2 separate regions of the Sus scrofa genome follow, and region 1 is linked to region 2. Evidence: chromatin contacts called from public Hi-C data. All regions are on one chromosome and are shown on one strand. Each heading gives the region's core, a stretch centred on a gene start, on an enhancer-like site or on the middle of the called end of the contact. The rest is flanking DNA. Distances are from core to core; before and after follow the strand shown.

The links. Hi-C and Micro-C count contacts between places; a contact is called where the count stands out from the background.
Region 1: a Hi-C map of fetal skeletal muscle shows a contact between it and region 2, with 1.9 times the contacts expected there. The contact joins the enhancer-like site here to the promoter of TTN in region 2. A contact is called at or near these places in 4 of 47 Hi-C or Micro-C datasets (embryonic fibroblasts, fetal skeletal muscle, retroperitoneal adipose tissue and 1 more).

Annotation. Positions count from the first base shown.
Region 1 is chr15:84,948,079-84,952,303 of Sscrofa11.1, reverse strand. All of the region lies in intron 3 of LOC110257081 (a long non-coding RNA gene), which reads left to right. Among named protein-coding and RNA genes, the nearest start is that of SESTD1, 58 kb to the right of the region's middle. Within about 2 kb of position 2,468, at least 3 of the 83 cell types and tissues checked have an H3K27ac peak or open chromatin away from gene starts, as enhancers often do. A contact at or near this core is called in fetal skeletal muscle, where this site is marked.
Region 2 is chr15:84,498,679-84,503,253 of Sscrofa11.1, reverse strand. TTN (titin) reads left to right here and starts at 1,934. Exons shown (of 321, transcript XM_021075901.1): 1 at 1,934-2,234; 2 at 4,377-4,480. The coding sequence starts at 4,390.

The DNA of each region.
Region 1 (4,225 bases), core at 1,219-3,718, 450 kb before region 2:
GCTTTTCAGGGCCGCACCCATGGCATATGGAATTTCTTCACAGGGGTGGGGTTGAATCAGAGCTACAGCTGCTGACCACAGCCACAGCCACAGCCACAGCAGTGCAGGATCTGAGCCACTTCTGCAAACTATACCACAGCTCGAGGCAACAATGGATCCCTGACCTACTGTGCAAGGCCACAGGTCAAACCCGCATCCTCCTGGATACTAGTCAGATTCGTTTCTTCTGTGCCACAAGGGGAACTCCTGGTTTGAGTTTTGTTGATGCTCAGAAGTGTACCTATTGGAATGATCTTCACTGTGAACAGGTGTGGTGTCTGATCCTATCAATTTATGTTATCTTGCACATTGTTATTTTGGAAGCTGCTCAATCATGGTGATTCTTAAAGAGAAATTTACAATGTAAAAATCCAACCCACTCATGAAAACTTTTACATAGTAAAATTTTTAGACCTATCAGTAACTGTTATAATTACCTCCTGCTGAAAATCTGTATTTTTTCAGAGCATCATTATTCTTCATAATTAGTTCTATAATTTCCCCATAGAATATGATCTATTTTATCTGAAGTGCTAAAATCAAACACTAGTAGTTGATCACTGTCTGTCTATAATTTGCATTGCTCTTTATTCAAGAAAATATTAGTTCTTATTAGCCTGATAGATATCTATTATGAATGTCAATGTAACTTAATTAAAGCATAATATTAATCATAATACTATCTTCCAGACTCAAATACTTCCCCAATGATATTTACTTGCCTAGAACTTCACTTATGAAATGCAAAAATAAATCAGATAAAGGCATTTTTGATGAGTAGGGAGATTTAACCAAAGCCTTTCTTAATGAAAAAATCATGTAATAGAAAATATAGTAGGAATTATATCTGCTAAATTATGTCCATAAGAAGATCACAATAAAATAAGTTACTTTACTGACTTTATACCTAAACATTAAGCAATATTTATTAAACTTCTGCATTTCATTGCACTGTGTTTTTGAGGTTGAAGGAATAGTTGGGCAATAAGTGTTATGGAGAGACAGTAATTCTCCCCACAGGTAAATGAAAGTCTGCCTTCGATCAATGTAGAGATTGTTAGAACAACCAATTTGGAACTTCCAGGTTGGGGTTGTAGTTGTCCTGGAAACAGAGTCATCATCCTGAAACTAAAGAGTGAAAGAGAATGAAAACTTCGATTACAAGAGTGGCCCCAACCATGAGAAAAAAGGTTACAAGAGAAAAGATGACAAGGGAACACCAAGAAATAGTCCTGTCCTGGGCATCCTCAGAGCACCTGGTGAGCACATGGCACTTCTGGCCGCCCCCAATATGAGGGCGAAAATAACAGTATTGAAAGAAGCAATGATTCCAAAGGGTCAGATAAGCTTGTGTACTCAGGTTGCCCCTTAAACTGTCAGCTAAAATGCTTTTGGATGCAAGTGGAAAAAAATTTAACCCAAGCGAAATTAAACAATAAATAGCAGTTTTGGGCTCAAAAGGCTGAAACTTTGTTCAGAGATTGTGAGAGGATTGAAGCAAGATTCAGGAACCTGTAAGAAGTGATTCTTCAACTCTGCATTCCTTCAAACATCAGCTTTGCACTCAGGTTGGCATCACCAGATGTCTGCCAGCCTCAGTTGGAGCCACCTGCTCCTCATTCAAATCCAAAGAGAGGAGACAGGCTTCCCCCAACCACTTAAAAAGGAAAAGTCCATGTGCTAATTACTTAGGCCTGAGTTACCTGAAGTGATAAAGGTGTCACAAGTATAAGATTATTCTGGCTGGTTTAGCTATATCAGGTCTAAGCCCTGGATCTGGAAACGGAGTCAAACCAACTCAGAAGAGTATGAGAGAAACAGGGAGGATGTTTGGAAGACAACTTTGAGATCTAACAAACTTTCTGAACTTTGACTTTCAGAGAGTTTTGAGAATGAGGTTTAGGTCTACTAAAATTTCAATGAATACTCAAGAAAATTTAACTTGAATTCTCTTTCCATAGTTGTTACATAGTTAAATTATGTTGAACTCAACAATTCCATTTTCTTCAAGTAAAACAATACCCATTTAAGTTTACAGTATTTTTTAGTGAAACCTATTATACTTAGAACTGAGTATTAATGAGCAATTTGAAAGCTTTTAAGAACCAATCAATTCAAGAATTCTCATGAGAACATAAGCTGGGTATTGGAAAAACTTGGTCTTGCAACAGCACAGGGAACTCTCATCCCCACAGACAGAAGCTAAGGCAAACTGCCCACATGTAATGCCAGCTGTGCAACCTGAAAAAGGAGGCCAGCTGTGAAGCTCCAAAGGATTTTCCAGGACTCCCTCTGGGCATCCTCGTACCAGTACCTGGCGCTCCCCCAATAAATACCAAAAGTCTGAGCAGCAGGAATTCCTGCCAGCAGTGCACAGTTGGAGAGATGTTTCAAGCAGCAAGCAATATTTTCCAGATGTAGGGATTTAGTGTGCTGAGAGATTTGTATGGAGACTACTGGGTAGTGGTTCATTGCCACTGACTGAAGAGGGTACGTATGTGGCCAGTGCCCTTCTAGACATGAATTAGAAATTCAGTTTGTATTTAACACAGTAAAGAAAGAACTAAAGGATAGTGAAGGTGAAGTTTTTAGCACTCAGGAGACCCTGAACTTGACCACAGGCTGAAATCGCGAGTACTTCACTTTCTTCCTGAACGATTTAGCTCTTTGTTTATTTCTATTTTGCCTATGTGCATGAGAACAGAAAGCACACCAATGAACATCCAAATGGCACCTTCCAAGACCTCATAGGAGTATCTATGGAGATATGGGAGTCATTCTCTTTATAAGATACTTTTGACATACACTGAAATCTGCCTGGCAAATTCTTCCCTTTTAAAAGCTTTTATAAGCTACACCTGGTAGAATTTATTTATTGTCTATTTAGCAAGGTCTTCAAGGATTAAAAAACATGAATATTTGCATTTTAAAGAATGCTAACTCCCTTGATTATGAACTCAGCCAAGAAAACAGATCAAAGTTTGGTGGCAAATGCATTATGCATGTGAGCTTGTTTTTAATTGATTGATTCAAATAATTTTCATCATGCTGGTTTGGATTGACAGATAGTGTACAATCTTCCGGTAGCTGCTGCTGCAGACTGTATTAGCCTTTTCTGAAGGGGGGCAGTTTTTCACATGGGTGCACTGACCTTGCATAGGCGAAGAACAGACTGTTCTGTAAACTACCTCAGCTGTGGCAAAGATTCTCTACTTCAAAAAGATCTGCCTTGCAGGTTCTAATGTTCCTACCACAATACTGCCCAGCTTAGAAAACTTCTTTCAGGAGTCACCTTCTAAAATGTAAATATTACTGGGAAAATCCTTATATTTAGCCAATTCATATCTGGATTATATAGAATGTCTCCTTGAGCTTATTTTTTTTTTTGTCTTGCACATCCCAATATATATTTGGATTGTTCTTCCTCCCTATAGACTTGGCTATGAAATTATAGCACACACACACACACACACACACACCTATTTATGCAATCAATCCCCTGAAGCACATGCCACAAATGACCATTTTATGTTGATGTAATTATAAACTCATCAATAATCACGTATTTTAGCCCTCCTGAGCTCAGTATCACATCCTATTCTTGCTGTTCTATTTTTCCATTTTCTAACAACAACAGCACCAAAATGTTTCCCTGTTGCTAGGTAACCTCGGCAATTTCGTATGTAGCCCTCTACTTTCTTCATCCTTCTGACCTCCTTCTTGTGGTCTAAATATAATTGCTTTGCTTCTGAAGACTTTTTCCCCATTCATGGCTGCCATTGTCATCGGGTAACTGTCATCATATTATTGTCACTATTGAATTCAGTGATGAGAAGCCACAATTAGCTCATCCTTCCACAGAGTAGAAAATTGACGTGTTCTTATATGCATCTGTGTGCTTTCAGAGAAAGAGTTCCTCTCTTAGAGGTCACATTCCGAAAGAAGGCTTTCAACGCTTGGCAACCCTCCTCTCAAATTTGCCTCATCTTTCCAACCCCTATCATAATCCCTTTCTTTCAAGAAGTAGGTTTGTGGCTGGAGTATGGCCATTTTTTGTGTATGGTGATAAAATTCTAAGCGAAAGTAAAAGTTATTTTATAGATGCTTCATCATGAATGATGCACAGTCTGTGAACTGGTAGACATCGGCAGCAATGAAAATGACAATAACTGTGACTTTAGCTATG
Region 2 (4,575 bases), core at 685-3,184:
CTTACCATGATATCACACCCGCTACTGTTCACTAATCCAATAATATGGCCTCTTTTCAGAGTAGTCTATTAGTTATTTAACAACTGGTTTTGTCCTTCCTTTCTTCCCCCTTCTTCTCTTCCCTTCCTTTTTTTCTTCCTTCCTTAACTCTGAATGGTACATAAGTGTGTAAATACCAAAACACAAGACTCGACAATGCTGCAAAGTTTAGAAACGTCCAAGGACAGCAAATAGACAAGCACCTTTGGAGGACAGATACTTGACCTTGTGTCTATGACATATGGTCCATCTTCCCTGATCTGGAGCTCTCTGAATTGCACCAGGTCAAGATGACACACACTTCAAGATTCTGTTTGTTCATTCCGTCTAGTTCCCATAAGAATTAAAGTGGTTTGACTTTGGTTCTAACAAACATAATAAGACATTTATATGCTTCATGTTAGGTCAAGTGAATCTAAAAAAAAAAATGTATATATATACATGCACACACCATCACACATACGGGGGCGGGGAGAGAGAGAGAGAGGGAGAAACACAAACATGTACACAAGCACATTTCAAATAGCCAGTTGGTGAACACTGCAAATCAGAAAATCACATGACATTTCTAGTCTTGCTTTGCCTTATGACTGGCAGGTTGCCTGGTACATGTCTTTAGTTGGGAATAATTTTTAAGCTCTATAACATGAAACTAGTTTTTTCTGAATAAAGAAATCAAATAAGATTTTGGTAGAGTCTATAGCGGGAAAAGTGATACCACCAATACAGACATCACTGTTTAAGTAAAGAAAAGAAATCATTAAATAAATACATTATCTAGTCTTTGTAGCTGTAGTACATAAGTTGGCCAGTATATTTTAGTTCTGTTTAATGTTAAAAAGTTTATCACAATAGAAATAATTACAAAGTATGAAATAAGAAGTTGGAAAGTCTAATCCATGGCCAAGTTCTTCTGCATCAGGAGATATTTTTATTTCAGACATAAATAAATTTAACTTAAATTTTAAGATTTTAGCCTACTTTATTAAGAAAAATCTCTTTTCATTATCAACCAGACAATTTTCTTCCCTCTTTGTGAAGTTTTACAAATCTCTCAGCTGAACTATTATAAAGCTCTTTTGGTATGCTCTTTTGTATTTGAAACATCTCTTGCTTGAAATTAAATTCAGTCCTAAAATAGCAACTCTATCATCTCCTAACCACTTCCCATTGTAACAGCAAACTCCAGAGATTAGTAAAGCAGCCTTCATGTGCCCAAAAAAGAATCCTATGGATGATTTAAACAATAGACTTGGCTACTCATTAAAAATCAGTGCAGGTATATTTGTAAATATTAAAGCCAAAAAAATGAAATCTGAAAAAAAGAAATCATTATACTCTACAGACTGAATCTAAGCAGAGTTCAGATTTTGTCTTTCAACATTACTTCTTGCAGGGCTGTATAAACACTTAGCTCATTAACATTGGCTTAATTCTCTCTGAACTGCAAGTGGATTCTGGAGAACCCAGAGAGTATAAATGAGCTCCCCTCAATGCTGAGGTTTTTAGGCACTGATTTTCCAAAGAAGGTGAGGTGTTATCCATGAGATAAATTCCTTCATCTGTTGTCTTGATTGACAGTTCCATTTGGTTGGTTGCATGGGGGAAGGGAATAGGAACGAGGCCTGAGGCAGGGCAGAGCCCTCAGGTTTGGGGCTTTTTATATGATTGCCCACAAGTGTCTTCAACTGTCACAAACTCTCCTCAGACCACCGTTTTCAGATTTTAACAGGAGTAGCAAGTGCTCTTCTTTAAGTCTCAACAGTTATTCTTTAAATACGGTTCTATTTCCTTGGGAAAGCCTCTTTTGAGGTGCTAAATTTAGCACTGCCAATCAGAGGAACAGGTGGTATGAGCCACTACCAAATAGGTCTCTCTCCCAGCATGCCTTCCCAGGAGAGCCAATCACCGGGTGCCCAGCTGAAGGATGTGGGGCTGTCAGCAGATCTGGCAAATATAAGGGCAGGGCCCAACCCTGGCTCTTGAGCAGTCGTGCATTCCCAGCCTCGCCTCGGGTGTAGGGATTGCATAGAAAAGCAAAACTACACAGTCCTAACTGTGTAGTTTTGTTTTTAAGTTTAGAGGCTCACCGATTCATGTTGGAGATGGTCGAAAAAACCAACTCTAGATAGGACGTCGTTTCAGAAGTAACCTTGGGCTTAGTCCCACCCTTTTGGGCACTCTTGAGAAATCAGGTGAGCAGCATTTCTTTTTCTTATTCATAGAGTCCCTTCCTTATTAATTTCTAGATCCCAAGTATCTTTCTTTGCTAAATGCCTCCATAGAGAGGATTGTCTAAATACTTAGTGCTAATCCACTATTTGAATCTGCTTGTTCGATTTGGTTTTAAAATATGTGAATTCTTTTATTTAAAAAGCTCAATCTTTTAGCATAGTGGTGCAGTCAGTGATTCAGAGTGTTTAAATGGTGATAGAAATGTTTGCTACTTTTATAGACTTTTTTTTTTTTTTTTTGGTCTGTTGAGAATGTTCAAGGTTATATTACTCAGTGATAAAGTGAGACACACCAAGAATAGCTCTGATAAAATGCATGTGCTATCGGCTACACCCTGATGACTTTTTAAGGGAATCAACTGCTGAGGTATCAGTTGCAGGACAGTGACAGAACACTTGCCTGCTGTCAGTCATCGCTGGAGAGTTTATTTTGGGAACATGACATTTTAGATGCATACCTTCAGACCTAATTAGACAAAGGCCTCTCTAGAGCAAGTGCCAAAGCAACCAAATTTACCTAAAAGATGGGACTAGAAGACCAATTTATGGCAGTTAATTACAATACATTTAGAAATTTTGAAGAAAAAAGGAAAGCTCTATAACTGTTTTCTAAAATACCCAGAATTTTATCATGCACTTTAATTCAACTCAGTCAAATTAGATGAGGTGAGATAAATGGTGATGCTAAGAAGGGTAAGAAATAATGTTTTAGAGGCTTCTTGTTTCAAATTCGACCTTGGTTTCCCATCTTCCTGGAATTAGATTACAAATTCTAAATGCCCACAAATAGATAGGTAAATAAAATATGAATGGTGTAAAAGAATACAGCTATTTTTAGAAGATTCACTACTTTAGAAATAGGAAAAGTTAGACACAAAGTTATTTCTGTGTCCTAAAGATAATATGCTACATTAAGAAGTTCTTGACAACAGTTTCACACAAAAAAAAAACTTTTGGATATTATCTGAATTTTTTAAATGTAAATTTTATTGTCTCAGAGAATTCTAGTTTCATTTTCTTTTTAACTAAGTAAAAAAGTTACAGTAAAGTACAGAATTATCACTAGAAGGATTATTGCTCCATAAAGTTTTAATAAGTAGAGAATTTTATGAAAAATAGTAATGAAGCAATTGACAACTGAGAATCTGCTTTTTATATCAGAATAGTGGTATGGTCACATTATGTAGTAAGGTATTTATGCAATTCTTCACATAATCTAAAACTGATAGGCAAATTATTTTCTTCAACTTAAAGAACCTACCAATTCCATATTCATTTCTTTGATTTTTAATATTTATGCTATGAAAGCATAGGTGTTTTCACTTCAACTACATTTCAGACCAGCCTTCCATTTTTCAGTTTGCACATGTCCCTTATTAAGAATGCAAGTCAGTATTTTTCTTTAAGATCTATGATAAATTTTGGCCTACTCAGTTAAATTTGGACTTTCCTGAATATTTCCTTCAATGCTAGCAACATTTTTTGAGCAGTTACAACATGAAGAAATATTAAGAAACAAAGTCCTGTATGCTGTCTACCAAAGGTTTGCATAGATGACAAGGCTATCCAAAATTTTAAGGAAAGAAACTTCAAAATTCATATTTTTAGTTTTGGTGACTAAAATAATCAGCCAGATTATTTCAACTTTATAGATACAGTGAGTGGAAAATTTGGGGAGTAAGGAATTTAAAACAAAAAATTGTCTCTCAAACATTGAACAGATGCCAAGATTCATTTTACGCTTTTCACACATCTCTTTTATTATTTGCACCATGCCCCGCTAAGGCAGCTTACCCTTCCTTTCTCTAACCCTTTCCCAGATTTCCCACCTTTGGTAAGACTGAATTTCCCTCTTTGACCACTAGGGTACATTCCTTGCTGAGCTGGCTTACAATTTTTTCCATCTCCCCTTAGACTTAGACTTTTGTTAGGCTTCAAATCAGAGGCCAAAATCAAGCCACAAAAGAGAAGGCCTGCCCATCACTCTGGGCCCACGGGTGATCTGTGGAGCCACCTCTTTGGAAAATTTATTTCTCTGCCATCTACAGAGTAGCTCTAGAATGACCCTCAAGCTGCAACCCTAATTTATTTTCTCCTTTTCAGAGTGCCTAAAAAGATGACAACTCAAGCACCGACGTTTACGCAGCCGTTACAAAGCGTTGTGGTACTGGAGGGTAGTACCGCAACCTTTGAGGCTCACGTTAGTGGTAAGCTCACATATTCCCGCTGTCCCTTTGTCTTCTTTGCCTCCTTTCCAATAAGTTACCTTTGCAGTAGGACCTGACACCAAGTGTAATCCCTG